2 separate regions of the Pan troglodytes genome follow, and region 2 is linked to region 1. A link is a contact called in public Hi-C data. All regions are on one chromosome and are shown on one strand. Each heading gives the region's core, a stretch centred on a gene start, on an enhancer-like site or on the middle of the called end of the contact. The rest is flanking DNA. Distances are from core to core; before and after follow the strand shown.

The links. A called contact is a pair of places that touch in the nucleus more often than the background predicts.
Region 2: a Hi-C map of stem cell-derived neural progenitor cells shows a contact between it and region 1, with 4 times the contacts expected there. The contact joins the promoter of EML6 here to the enhancer-like site in region 1. A contact is called at or near these places in 1 of 7 Hi-C or Micro-C datasets (stem cell-derived neural progenitor cells), 1 of 1 datasets of contacts at active chromatin or transcription factors (stem cell-derived excitatory neurons) and 1 of 1 other capture datasets (stem cell-derived neural stem cells).

Annotation. Positions count from the first base shown.
Region 1 is chr12:67,478,093-67,483,891 of NHGRI_mPanTro3-v2.0_pri, reverse strand. No RefSeq gene overlaps it. Among named protein-coding and RNA genes, the nearest start is that of CLHC1, 46 kb to the right of the region's middle. Within about 2 kb of position 3,576, at least 9 of the 24 cell types and tissues checked have an H3K27ac peak or open chromatin away from gene starts, as enhancers often do. A contact at or near this core is called in stem cell-derived neural progenitor cells, where this site is marked.
Region 2 is chr12:67,923,785-67,929,583 of NHGRI_mPanTro3-v2.0_pri, reverse strand. It overlaps EML6 (EMAP like 6), which reads left to right and starts at 2,604. Exons shown (of 42, transcript XM_063789079.1): 1 at 2,604-2,917; 2 at 3,686-3,807.

The DNA.
Region 1 (5,799 bases), core at 2,327-4,826:
TTTCTCTCCTGCTTCTACCTCCTCTATCTTTACCCTGTGCTGCCAATTTCTCAGTCTGTCATTACTGAATGAGACACCCAGCCTGGAACAGAAAGGACAGTTTGAAGGGGGTCTCTACCCGGCATCTGAGCCGAGCTCCTTCTAAGCGCGTGTTTACGATGGCTCCAACTCATGCCTTAAAAAAAAAATCGCTACAGAAAATACCAAGACTGATAGCTAAATCCAATTAAATTAAGATTAATAAAAAGAGAGGGAGGCCAGCAGAATGAAGCCAGCAGGAAACCTCTCTTGCTGCAGTGTGCTGCTCCATGCATTTCAAATGCAGCCCAACACAAGTCCTGATTCACCTTCACTTACCCTTACACAGAAGCCTCGCAGACAGGCTAGGCGCAGCTGCAAGATGAGCTGCTAAGAACTTGCTGATTTCAATACAGACTGGTTTCCAAAATGTTCTGGGGTTTTAAAACTTCACTCCCCCAAACACTTCAGGCTATGCCATAACTAATCCCACATCTTGCGTTTATTTGGGAAAAGAGACTTTGGTATTCTATGTGGGTGAGATAAGAAGCAAAGACTAACTAGGGAATCCGGCATCTCTTTTGTTGCCATTTCCTGTTGTGAAAATCCTTCAAATCAAAATATTATTGAACACTGGAGTTAGAAGGAGTTATGGAGATTACTCGGTTCCATGGCCTTTCCCTGTTTTGGAGAACTAATGTAGGAAACAGGCCTTGACTGAGCTCCTACAAACGAGTGCCTCAGCTAATACAGGCTGCAGTCCAGTATGCTGTTGACTGCACTACTGCCATGGGGATTCATCCACAAGGTGTTTGCAAAGGACAGAGAAGGAATTCGCAGCCACGAAAGGGAGAATGGAAACTCTCCAAAGAGGAAGAAATCAGCTTGACATTTAGCTTGCCATCTAGGCTGGCTGTCACGAGGCCATGAATCTGCCTGATGAGAGGTGAAAGAGAGAAATGAAGAAGACGAGGAAAGAGGGAGGGAGGAATAAATTTCAAAACAAACAGAATCTGTGGCTCTGTACTCACTCCCTGTACTGGGGTGGCAAAGGGTTGGGTGGGAATGAGGGGAAGGGAAATATGTTCCTGGAGGAAAAGGCTTCTTATGTAAAGGGTGAAGGAAAGACTCAGACCCAAGTAGAAGCCAGGGGAAGCTGCTGTGGTGGACACTGTGACGCTCCCCAGGTCCCGTTTCATGAATGAAGAGTTTAGTCCCCCACTTGGTCGAAAAGCTGCTAGAGCAAGATCCATGGCCATCAGCACTCTTGGGGACTTCCTGGGCTGAAGGAAACTACCCTGCCCAAGTCATGCCTACTTCCAGTGGCAGCCCCCATCCAGTGACTCATCCACAGAAGTCTAAAGGCCTGGCTCCACACACCAAATGGGGATAACTCAGAAGGGCCCTCCCAGCTTCAGTGCATTCCAAGTGGTCAGCTGAGCTCTTTTCTGGGACTACTTCAGAGCTTAGCTTCTCCCTCTGCCCAACCCTGCTTTCTTCTCTTCCCTTCCACAGTGTGGATATGGAGAGCACTTCCTAATGAACAGCCTGCACACAAACCTCTGTCTCAGAGTCAGCTTTTCAGGGAGCCCTACCCACAACACTGCTTATGAAGTAAATGTGCAGAGCCCTGCTGAAGGCAGAGAGAAGATTGTCATCTGTTGAGTCTGGTCAGGTAACTCACACCGTGAAGAACATTGCCCAAGTCCTTATTTAGAGAATTAAGTTTGGTGCCACCTTACAGTCAACCACAACATGTGTATTGGGCCATCCAAGCATCAGAGCAGGGGGACTGAAAAGGTGATCCCTTGCCTCACAGAACCTGCCCTTCCTCAACCAATCAGTCAGATATAGGTACAGCCAGTTCTTAAAGACCTTTAAAGAGCACTCCAAACCCACCCTCAGAACTGTCACCCCTTATAAAGTTCATAAACCTTAACTATCAAAAACATCTCCCTGCAATAATTTAAAGTTTTAACTTAAATTAAATTCCTGTGTGAATTTCTTTTTGTTGTCTTAAGCAGAAGTAGAAAACATGTATAAGGTTCTCTGTTCAGTAATCCTTTATGGTTCATCTTTAATATTTCTTCAAGGTTAATGATCCCATTTCCCACTAGCTTTCTGGCAAAAGGTCATGTTTTCAATCCTATCATCTCTGTAGCTTTCTGTAATAAAGCTTGGTTTGAATGTCAGTCAGTTTAATAGCTATGCCAATTTCTCACCTAATAGAGCCAAGTCTCTATCATCCTCTTTGACAAATGGCACAAGTGGATGCAATAACAAGTCACATTCTAAAGCCACTGAGGGCACTTTGGTTCCCACCCTTCCAGGCAAGCATTTCCACAGCCTGGGCTCCTAACTGAAGATATAAAGGGATCAAGGGAAGAAGAAAGGTTAAACCTAGGAACACGGAAGCCAATGTGCCCCCAGAGAACAGAAGAGGCGGTCTGCAGAGTTCAGAAGGCAGGCAGCTCATGCTTGAAGGTGATAGCCTTCTGCCTACAAGAGAAATCTGAGCACATCAGTTACTTCTGTCTTACCAAGAATCCCTGAGATACTGAGATTTCTGAGTTGAAAGTGAGATAAGGCCTGTTTTGTTTTGTTTGTTTGTTTCCATGTACATAGCTCAAGATGTTTTCTGGGCCGGGTGCAGTGGCTCACTCCTGTAATCCCAGCACTTTGGGAGGCTGAGGCGGGTGGATCATGAGGTCAGGAGATTGAGACCATCCTGGCCAACATGGTGAAACCCCGCCTTTACTAAAAATACAAAAATTAGCAGGGTGCGGTGGCACGTGCCTATAATTCCAGCTACTCAAGAGGCTGAGGCAAGAGAATCGCTTGAACCAGGGAGTCGGAGGTTGTGTGAGCCCAGATGGCGCTACTGCACTCCAGCCTGGTGACAGAGTGAGACTCCATCTCAAAAAAAAAAAAAAAAAAAAGATGCTTTCTGGATCTGCAATGATAAGTAGTGATTTATGTTGGAGAAAGAAATAAGGGAGGTCCAGGCCCTTACTTTACTATCTCTGACCCTGTTTACAGAAGATCCACCCAGTAACTATGACATTTAACTGTGGAGTGGTAGAGTTTTTATACTCATGAGGAAAACTCACACTAGTGGCGCCAAACCACTGGGCGTGGCCTAACACAATTTCTGATAGCCAGGGGAGCTGGGGTGGGGGAGGGTGATTACTGGCATCTAGTGTCCTGCATCTACAAGGCCACAGGACAACCTCACATAACAAAGAATTATCCCGTCCAAACTGTCAATAGTGCTGAGGTTGAGAAACCCTGACTTACAAATAATTCTCTGTCCTCCTAAATGTATTCACCTACTCAGGAATCATCAGGCCTTGTTTCTCCTCCTCTAGACACTCAGCTGACCTGGGAAAATTACAAGCTGCTTGACCAACAAGCTCATTATTTTGTTTTTGATGGAGACAGAGCTGAGGAACAAAGACAACAAATAAAACCCCAACTGTGGGGTGAAAGAAGACTTAACCTTGGCTCACAGGCTCCCTTCAAAAGCTAAGTGGTATGTGGAGATCCGTGAGCTGGCAGTTCTGGTCAGAAAATAATAAAGTCTCAGAATTACTTCCTAGGCTAGGGTCTCTTCAGAGGCATACACAGATGCCTCTTGCTTTCACCTCTGTACTAATCTCATTGCCCCACTTTGAATCAAGGCTTGAAGACTGTGCAAGCAGAATAACCAGGCACTCTCTTCAGTTAGTTCTGAAACCATCTCAATGATTTTGGGAGAATACACTCCCCACAATCTGGCAACAAGTTGTCTGGCTTGGGTTATTTCTAAGTCTACATTTCTTAGTTTCCTGAAGAATACACTGGGCATGCCAAAAGGTTTCAAAGCTACAGTTACGGCATCAGCAACAACTCTTCAACTAGCCTGTGCTTCAGCCCAAAGCAGCACAAACAGAAAAGTCAGCCAAGCCACGAGGGGCCTGGTCAAGCGTCTAACAGTGTAGGATTGCTGCATAAAGAGCAGGATCCTACTACAATACAGCCTTTGAAGTGCCTTGAAAATAAATGCTATGTTTAGAAAACAAAGTCCTCTCTCCAGGCCTGGACTCACCCCACTCACCCCACCCTCATCCCTATTTCACTGAAAAGCTAAATATGAAAAAGTGCTTGGATGTTTACATATTTTCATATAGAGTAAATTTTCCTTAAAGGGCCATCTTCTTAAGAATACAAATCCTCCAAGAATGGTCCTTGAGCTGCTCAAGCTTTCCAACCAGAAAATATGACTATATTGAAAAATATGACTAGAAACAATAGGACCAGCCTCACTTCTTCCCCATAAAAACAATTCCAATCACTGAAGGTCTTGCTGGCATCTCTGCTGCCATCTACTGAGTCAAACTGGCACATATTCTAGTAAATCCTAACCAAGAAAGGTCATTGTTCTGTATATGTTTCCATTTTAACTCTTACCATGTTGTATTACCGTTGTTTGTATATAACTTTACTTCTAGATTGCAAGTACCCATGAGATACATAGGATGTCTTATTCATCTTTTAGTAGCTAATCAGGAAATGGTTGTTGGATTAAGTAATTTTGAGTGTTGCACAGGGCTTCTCCAAAAAGATCATCTCAAGAATTTTCTTTAGGACTCCTCTAAAACCCAGAAACTACCATAATTATATCAAACAGAAGAGAGCAACTAGTTTATTTTTTAAGGCTTTCAGAGTAGCTCCTTCTACAACTTTCTTTATTGACCCAATACCAGCCTTCACAATCTCCACCATCAGCAAATTATTCTGTCTCAAATAAAAATGGTTTATTATTTAGTTCTATGGCTCATGTGGCTTAGAGTTTGTTGTATCCTTAAGGTGAGGGCTTTTGGACACTCAAAGGCAGAACTGTGATTATATGTTTGTTTTTTTCTTCCCAAATTGAATAACCCCATTCCTTCAACTTTTCTTTCTACATCTTCCCGATCTATACATGCTCAAAATTAGTAACAGTTTTCTTAATGTGAAGCCTCAAACTAGTTTTGATACTCTATTTAGCATTTGAGCAAAGATGATTTCAACAAGTGTTTGTGGTGCCTGCTATTATCCCTATCAATGGGACACTTTGCATTAGGCAAACCTAACATTTACCAGGCAGATAAATTAGGAGTTGGTGATTCATCTCACAGAGCATTCCCAGGAAAATTTCTTCAAAATAACCATTTCGGTCCTATTTCATTTAGAAAATATTCATTTTATAAGCAATTTTTCATGGATTACAAATCATAGAATGAGAGTAGCTGTAATCTTATTGATGTCTAATTTATGTGTCACTTGGGTTTAAGATATGCACCTTTTTCTGGTATCTGCTACTGGTGTTATGAGCTCTTCAAGACCTCTTGTTCCTTAGAGAAAGAGTTAGCATGAAAATCATCTCTTAGAAAATATTATCATGTTCATTTGACACCTGAAAAAGCATACCCAGAGGGTAGAAGAAACTTGGAGACTGTTTATACACACAAATAGCATAAAGGACTTTTCCCCATCTCTAGGGGACCAACCTGGGCAAAGGAATAGAAGGAATAGCCTTGGCAATTATTCTCCCTGTCCCTGCACCCTCAAGAAAACAGGGAGAGTCACATTCTCGGATGCCAAGATTAATACCTATCTTTGGTTTCTTAGCAAGCAGGCTCTCTGCACTGCAATCTGGAAGGCCACTGGAATCTCTCTGCCAATGTTTTTCGCATTCTCATTATTGATCCTAGTAGCAGCACAAACCTGTTTCTGGATGTTGTGTTCAGAAGCTGATCA
Region 2 (5,799 bases), core at 1,355-3,854, 450 kb before region 1:
AGTTACTTAAACTTTCCTTACCTTCATTTCTTCATCTGTAAAATGAGGAAATAACAGTAACTACTTCATAGGATTATTACTGGGGTGAAGATTAAATTATCTGATACACGTAAAGCACCATTTATAGTGCCTGGAACATAGTAACTGCTATTCATTACAACAACATAATGTTATTATATTATGAGTTTTACTCATGCTTTTTAATACTGCTTATTTCCAAAGGATACTACCAGTCTTGACACTTTCAAGTAGAGGTTACTATCTACTGCCATATAGTAATGATTAACATTTATCTAATGCTTTACAAATTGTATTACTTTGTTTCATTCTTACAATTATCCTGTGGGGTGAGTACTGCTATACTTTATTAAATGAGGAGAGTAAAGATCAGAGGATTTAGTGATTTGCCTAAGGTTACAATTGTAAGTGGCTGACTCAGACTTACTCCTCCAACTCATCTAACAGTCTGGTACAGCATGGGGGTCATTAGTTATACTAAAGATAATTTAGGAAATGAATATGTTCTATCCATTTCTATTTAAGAGACTTCTTTTCAATACATTTGTGTTTGCTACACCCTTTCTTTTCATCTTGCTCAGTTTGGATAGGGGCAGCTATTTCTAGATCATGTATCTATTCTGATATATTTTATATAAGTTATTGTTTACATCCTTCCCACTTTATCTAGGAATGAACTGATCTTCTCAGAGCTAAACTATGTACATTTTCTCTGGAAAGTGTCTCTTCCTTTCTAGACCACTGCCACTATCTCTAACGCAGCCTCAAGCACTACCCCAGACTTCTAATACCTCATGCTTTGATTACTGCTTTCATTGCTATTCCCTTATTTTTATTCAAAAAATCAATGACTCCATTATTTTAAGGATACAGCGCAAACCCCTATGCTGAGCTCCATCTACAATCTAACCTTTCATGTGTCCTCTTGATCTTATATGAATTCTCCCTTGCACCAAACTGGGTATTCTCTTTAGTGTTCTCTAAATCCACTTTTCTGCATCTACACTTTTGTTTATTCCCTAAATGCATGTAGAACGCTCTTTCAATTTATCTTTACTTATCTCAATTCTATCTATATTTCCTAGTTCCTCCATGAAACTTTTCCTGATGTATTTTATCTGGAAAAACTCTTCCTCTTCTGAATTCTTATATAGAACTTACTGGCCAGGCACAGTGGCTCATGCCTGTAATCCCAGCAATTTGGGAAGCCGAGGCGGGCAGAACACCTGAGGTCAGGAGTTGGAGACCAGCCTGGCCAACAGGGCGAAACCCTGTCTCTACTAAAAATACAAAAATTAGCTGGGTGTGGTGGTGCGTATCTGTAATCCCAGCTACACAGGAGGCTGAGGCAGGAGAATCGTTTGAACCCAGGAGGCGGAGGTTGCAGTGAGCCAAGATCACGATATTCTAACCTGGGCAACAGCCTGTTTTGTCTCAAAACAAAACAAAACAAAACAAAAAGAACAACAAAAACTTACTGTCTTTATATAATTCATTTGGCACTGTTTTATGGCACGACATCATTGATCAACTATATTTTTGCTTCTATCTCAAACCTTTCTCAGGCCGTGTTTTTGTTTTTGGTAGTGTTCTTGTTGCCTAGCACAGTGCCATCTCACTTATTTGTTGATTCTGTTTCCTTAAAAACAAAGATGAGACCAATTCAAATCCTCTTCATTACTGCGGGCAGCAACAAATCATCCAAACTCTGGCACTTCCAGTTCTTTCGAGGTTTCCTACCAGGTCGGAGGATTGTCTTAAAACTTGAGGGAGATGAACTGAGTAAGCGATTACACTCAAAGCATGGGAGGGAAAGGACGTTCCAAACGTCCAATCCATCATCCTTTTGCAGCCTCTTAGTCACTGAGATTTTGAAATCTCTTTCCAAAGACTAGCTATGGCCCTAAATTGGAAATAGGCTACTTGAGAACACAGTGGATTCATAGTTCATCTCGGGCAGTTTTAGGAGAAATGCCACCAGCTTCTGCGTTTGAAGGCCAAGGTTAGCTGTTCATGGCGTGAGCACCTTCCTGCTTCCAAACTCTGGTTCTCTGTAAATACCCAAGTCCTCTAATTTAGGACGCAGGTCATGGGAAGACGCTGGTTCTTAGGGCAGAAGTGAGCTCACATTCCCAGCATTTTTCTTAAACTTGGCAGAACTGCACTTTAACAAATTAAAATCCATGTGAATGAAAAGGAAAACTTAAGTAGGAAACAAACTTAAGCTTGAGTCAGTTACAGCATGGTGAGGATGTCGGTTACAGCATGGTGAGGATGTCGGTTACAGCAACTCTCAGAGACCGATGAAGGAGAAATTCCAGTGGTGGGCTGGGAGACCGTCTCCATTCCAACTCCACTGCTTTTCTCTACAGAGACCCACGCACGCCAGCTCCCGCCTCAGTCACAAGGGAACGCCCGCGTGGGCAGGCAGTCGCCCTTGGTGAGCCGCGATCTCCTCACCCCGAGAGCCGCAGGCTCCGCTGACGCCGGTACAGGTCTCGCTGCGACTCCCTCTGGGCGCGCGGAATCCTGGGACTTATGGTCCGTTCCGCGCGCTGTCCGCCCTAACCGGCGCAGAGAGGACTACACTTCCCAGGATGCGTCGGGGGAAGAGGCCACAGGGACCAGGAGAGGGAGGGGGCGGCCCCAGTCCTCCGGGGCGTCGCTGTTTCCAAGCGGCGAGATCTCGCCTAGTAACCGTTAGCTGAGGTTCACTAGCGCGGCGTTGTGGCCCCGCCCCCGGAGCCCCGGCTGGAGGAAGAACCTGTCTCCCGCGGCGCCTCAGTGACGAAGTCCATCCCCGGGTGCGGGAGGCGGGGAGGGGAGGGCAGGCAGAGGATTTCGCTCGCTCGCCCGCGCGGGATCCGGGACGCGCCGGTGGCGTCCGCTGGCAGCAGAGGTTAGAGGCAGAGAGCGCGCGGATGCTCCGCGGGCGAGGCTGGTTCGAGAGTGGGAGGAGTGCGGGGCGCCGCCAGGGCGGCAGTGCGCGCGGGCCGAACAGTCCTGAGGGCGGGCATCCCTCGCGCAGCGCGCCGACCCCCGGGACGTGTGCGTCTGTGGGGGGTTGCTGTCCCCCGGGTCCCTCGGGCGACCCCGCTCCACGCTGGGCTCAGGGCAGGACCCGGGATTCCGTGGGACCCGGTGTTTAGCGCAGAGGTTTGTGAGAAGTACACGATTTTTGCCACTTGTTATTTAATTTCTCCTCGACCCGGAGCGTTTGTAGGTAGCGCACTCCCTCCGACTGCACTAGTGCCTCGTTTCTTCCGAGTAAGACAATCTTTCATGATGCGTATTGGAGTTGCTGATCAATGAGAGCTGCTAAGTTCTTTATGGCTTTCTCGGTGAATAGAAGGTTCACGGAGGATATGATTATTAAACACACAAATGAAAACTAATTGGAGCATCTAAAAAATGACCATTGCATATTCGCCCTCGCTTATTAGGGAAACAGCAAGCGTTCCTTCAAATCGCATCAGCAACTGCCAGGCAGCAGCATTTACGCATATTTCATATCATTAAGGAGATGGAACTGGAGAGAGAAAGCGGGAGTAGGGGACAATTTTTAAAAATACCCAACTTGGTTTAGTTTGGGGATAATTTTCTTGGATTGGGTGACTTATGCGAAAAATCTGTTTCTTTCTTCCTCGCTCTCGCTTCCTGGATATAGACTGTCAATTTCGGATCCAAAGACGGCGATGGCAGAGCTCACCCGGGTTGCCTGTCAAATCAAGGCTATCGCAGAATAAATCCCGCCGCCTGCCGCGAAGCCCCGGCGCACCGCAAACTTCAGTGAGCGAACTGGGTGATCGCTGTTGGGATATGCAGATTCCTGATGTAAAAGGCGGGGTGGCCCCCCCGAGAGCCTCTCCCGGGGGCCGGAGCCCGCAGGTGCAGTAAGGCGCGCGCGCCGGTGCCGGCGCCCCCAGAGCCGCCTTGCCCGGGTAGAGGGAGCCCGGCGCCCGGCGGGGTCTGGCGGCCGCACACCGGCGGCGGCGGCTTGTCTGCGGCGGCTGCAGCGGATGATGGTGGCGGCCGGCCCGCTGGGCTGTGCCTGTGTGTCGCCGCGGAAATCAGCGCCCTGCGCCGCGCGCTGAGCCCCTGCAGGTCCGCCGCAGCCCCAGCCTCGGCGAGGACGGCCCCGGCGCGCGGGGGGGCGGGGGGCGCGCGGGGTCGGCTTATCATGGCGGATCGGACGGCGCCCCGCTGCCAGCTCCGGCTGGAGTGGGTGTACGGGTACCGGGGTCACCAGTGCCGCAACAACCTGTACTACACGGCAGGCAAGGAGGTGGTCTACTTTGTGGCTGGGGTCGGGGTGGTTTACAACACCCGCGAGCACAGCCAAAAATTCTTCCTGGGACACAACGACGACATTATCAGGTAAGGGGGTGGCCAGGGGCGGCGGGGAGGGGTTGCGTGTGGAGGCTGGGAAGGTGGGAAGCGGTTGACCTGGGGTCGGATCCGGGAGCCCCGTGGAATAGAGGATTCTCTCTGGAGCCGCATGGAATTACTGAAGGGCTGCTGATTCTAGGGCCAGGGCAGAAACAGTGTGGGGAGTGTAGGTGAGGAGGGAGAGATGTCTTTTCGCTGTATCCCTCCGGAATTCTGGCTTTTAAATCTCCAAGGAGTTGAGTGTTCTGATGCTTTCTTGCTGTTCTTTCCTGCTACAAGTGGAAGGAGCCTGGGTAACTATGAAACACTTCTTCCTTCCCTAACCAGGTGCACGGTAGGACCAATAGCCTGAAGTGGGAGCATCATCTTTGGGAGGCTCCTCAGTGGGTTTCTCAGTAAGCAAGAGGATTAAAAAAGATCTAAAAGAAATTTTACTACTGGTAATTTGGAATCTTCATCTCAGATGCTTTGGACCTGGGAAATTTCTGCAGTGGGTGGGGAGTTTGTTCTCTAATATTTCACTTGGCAGTGTTTTAATGCCCAAAGCATATTTATACACTAAATGGATGCTTCCACAACATCATTGAGGTTATTAAAGGCTGGCAGCTGCTGGATCACAAAATCCTACCAGCCAACCCACACAATAACCAACATCTGCTAGCGGATGGCCCGAGACTGACTGACAGGAGAGCTCATTTGGATGAATGGCCATTTTAGGGGCCCTCCCGATTAAATTGAAAGGGGTTATATTGTGATTCTTGGCCCTATCCTCTCATCTTTGGACCAGACACATTTTCCTCCAGCCCTTGTCAGCTTTTATGTGAGCAAACAAGGTATGGGCCAGATGCTGTTCACAGGGAATCCTTTTCAGCCTTCAGCAGTTAAGGAAGATTTTCGTCATATGGGAGCCTCAGCCCACAGGGAAAATGACTTGCTGAGGATGGACTACAACTGACAGAGACCATATTTATACCTTCCAAACTTGTGTGTTTCATTGATGTAGAACAACTACCATTACATTCTCAGAATATTGCCACTTTTGCTCTAAGTTTGTCTTTCACAATGAAATAAATGAAGTGATGTCATGTCCATGCTCCTAATTTCTCAGTGCAGAGAATGATTTCAAAGATCAGCTTTTTTTTTTTGCTTCCTAATGATGTGCTTATATTCCAGAGCCTTTTTTTTTCTGAGACGTAAAGTTGAAAAATTGTTACAGAAGGCAAGCACTTAATATTCAAACTACAGATTTTTAAAAATCTTGACTTTTTTTGAAGATGGGAGCGCTAATGTTCTCAAGATTTAGTGGAACTAGCATGTAAAACTTTTTTCATGTCACGTATGACACAAATAGCTTTTTTTCTTCCCTCCCTAACATGGTAGTTGTTGTGCTTG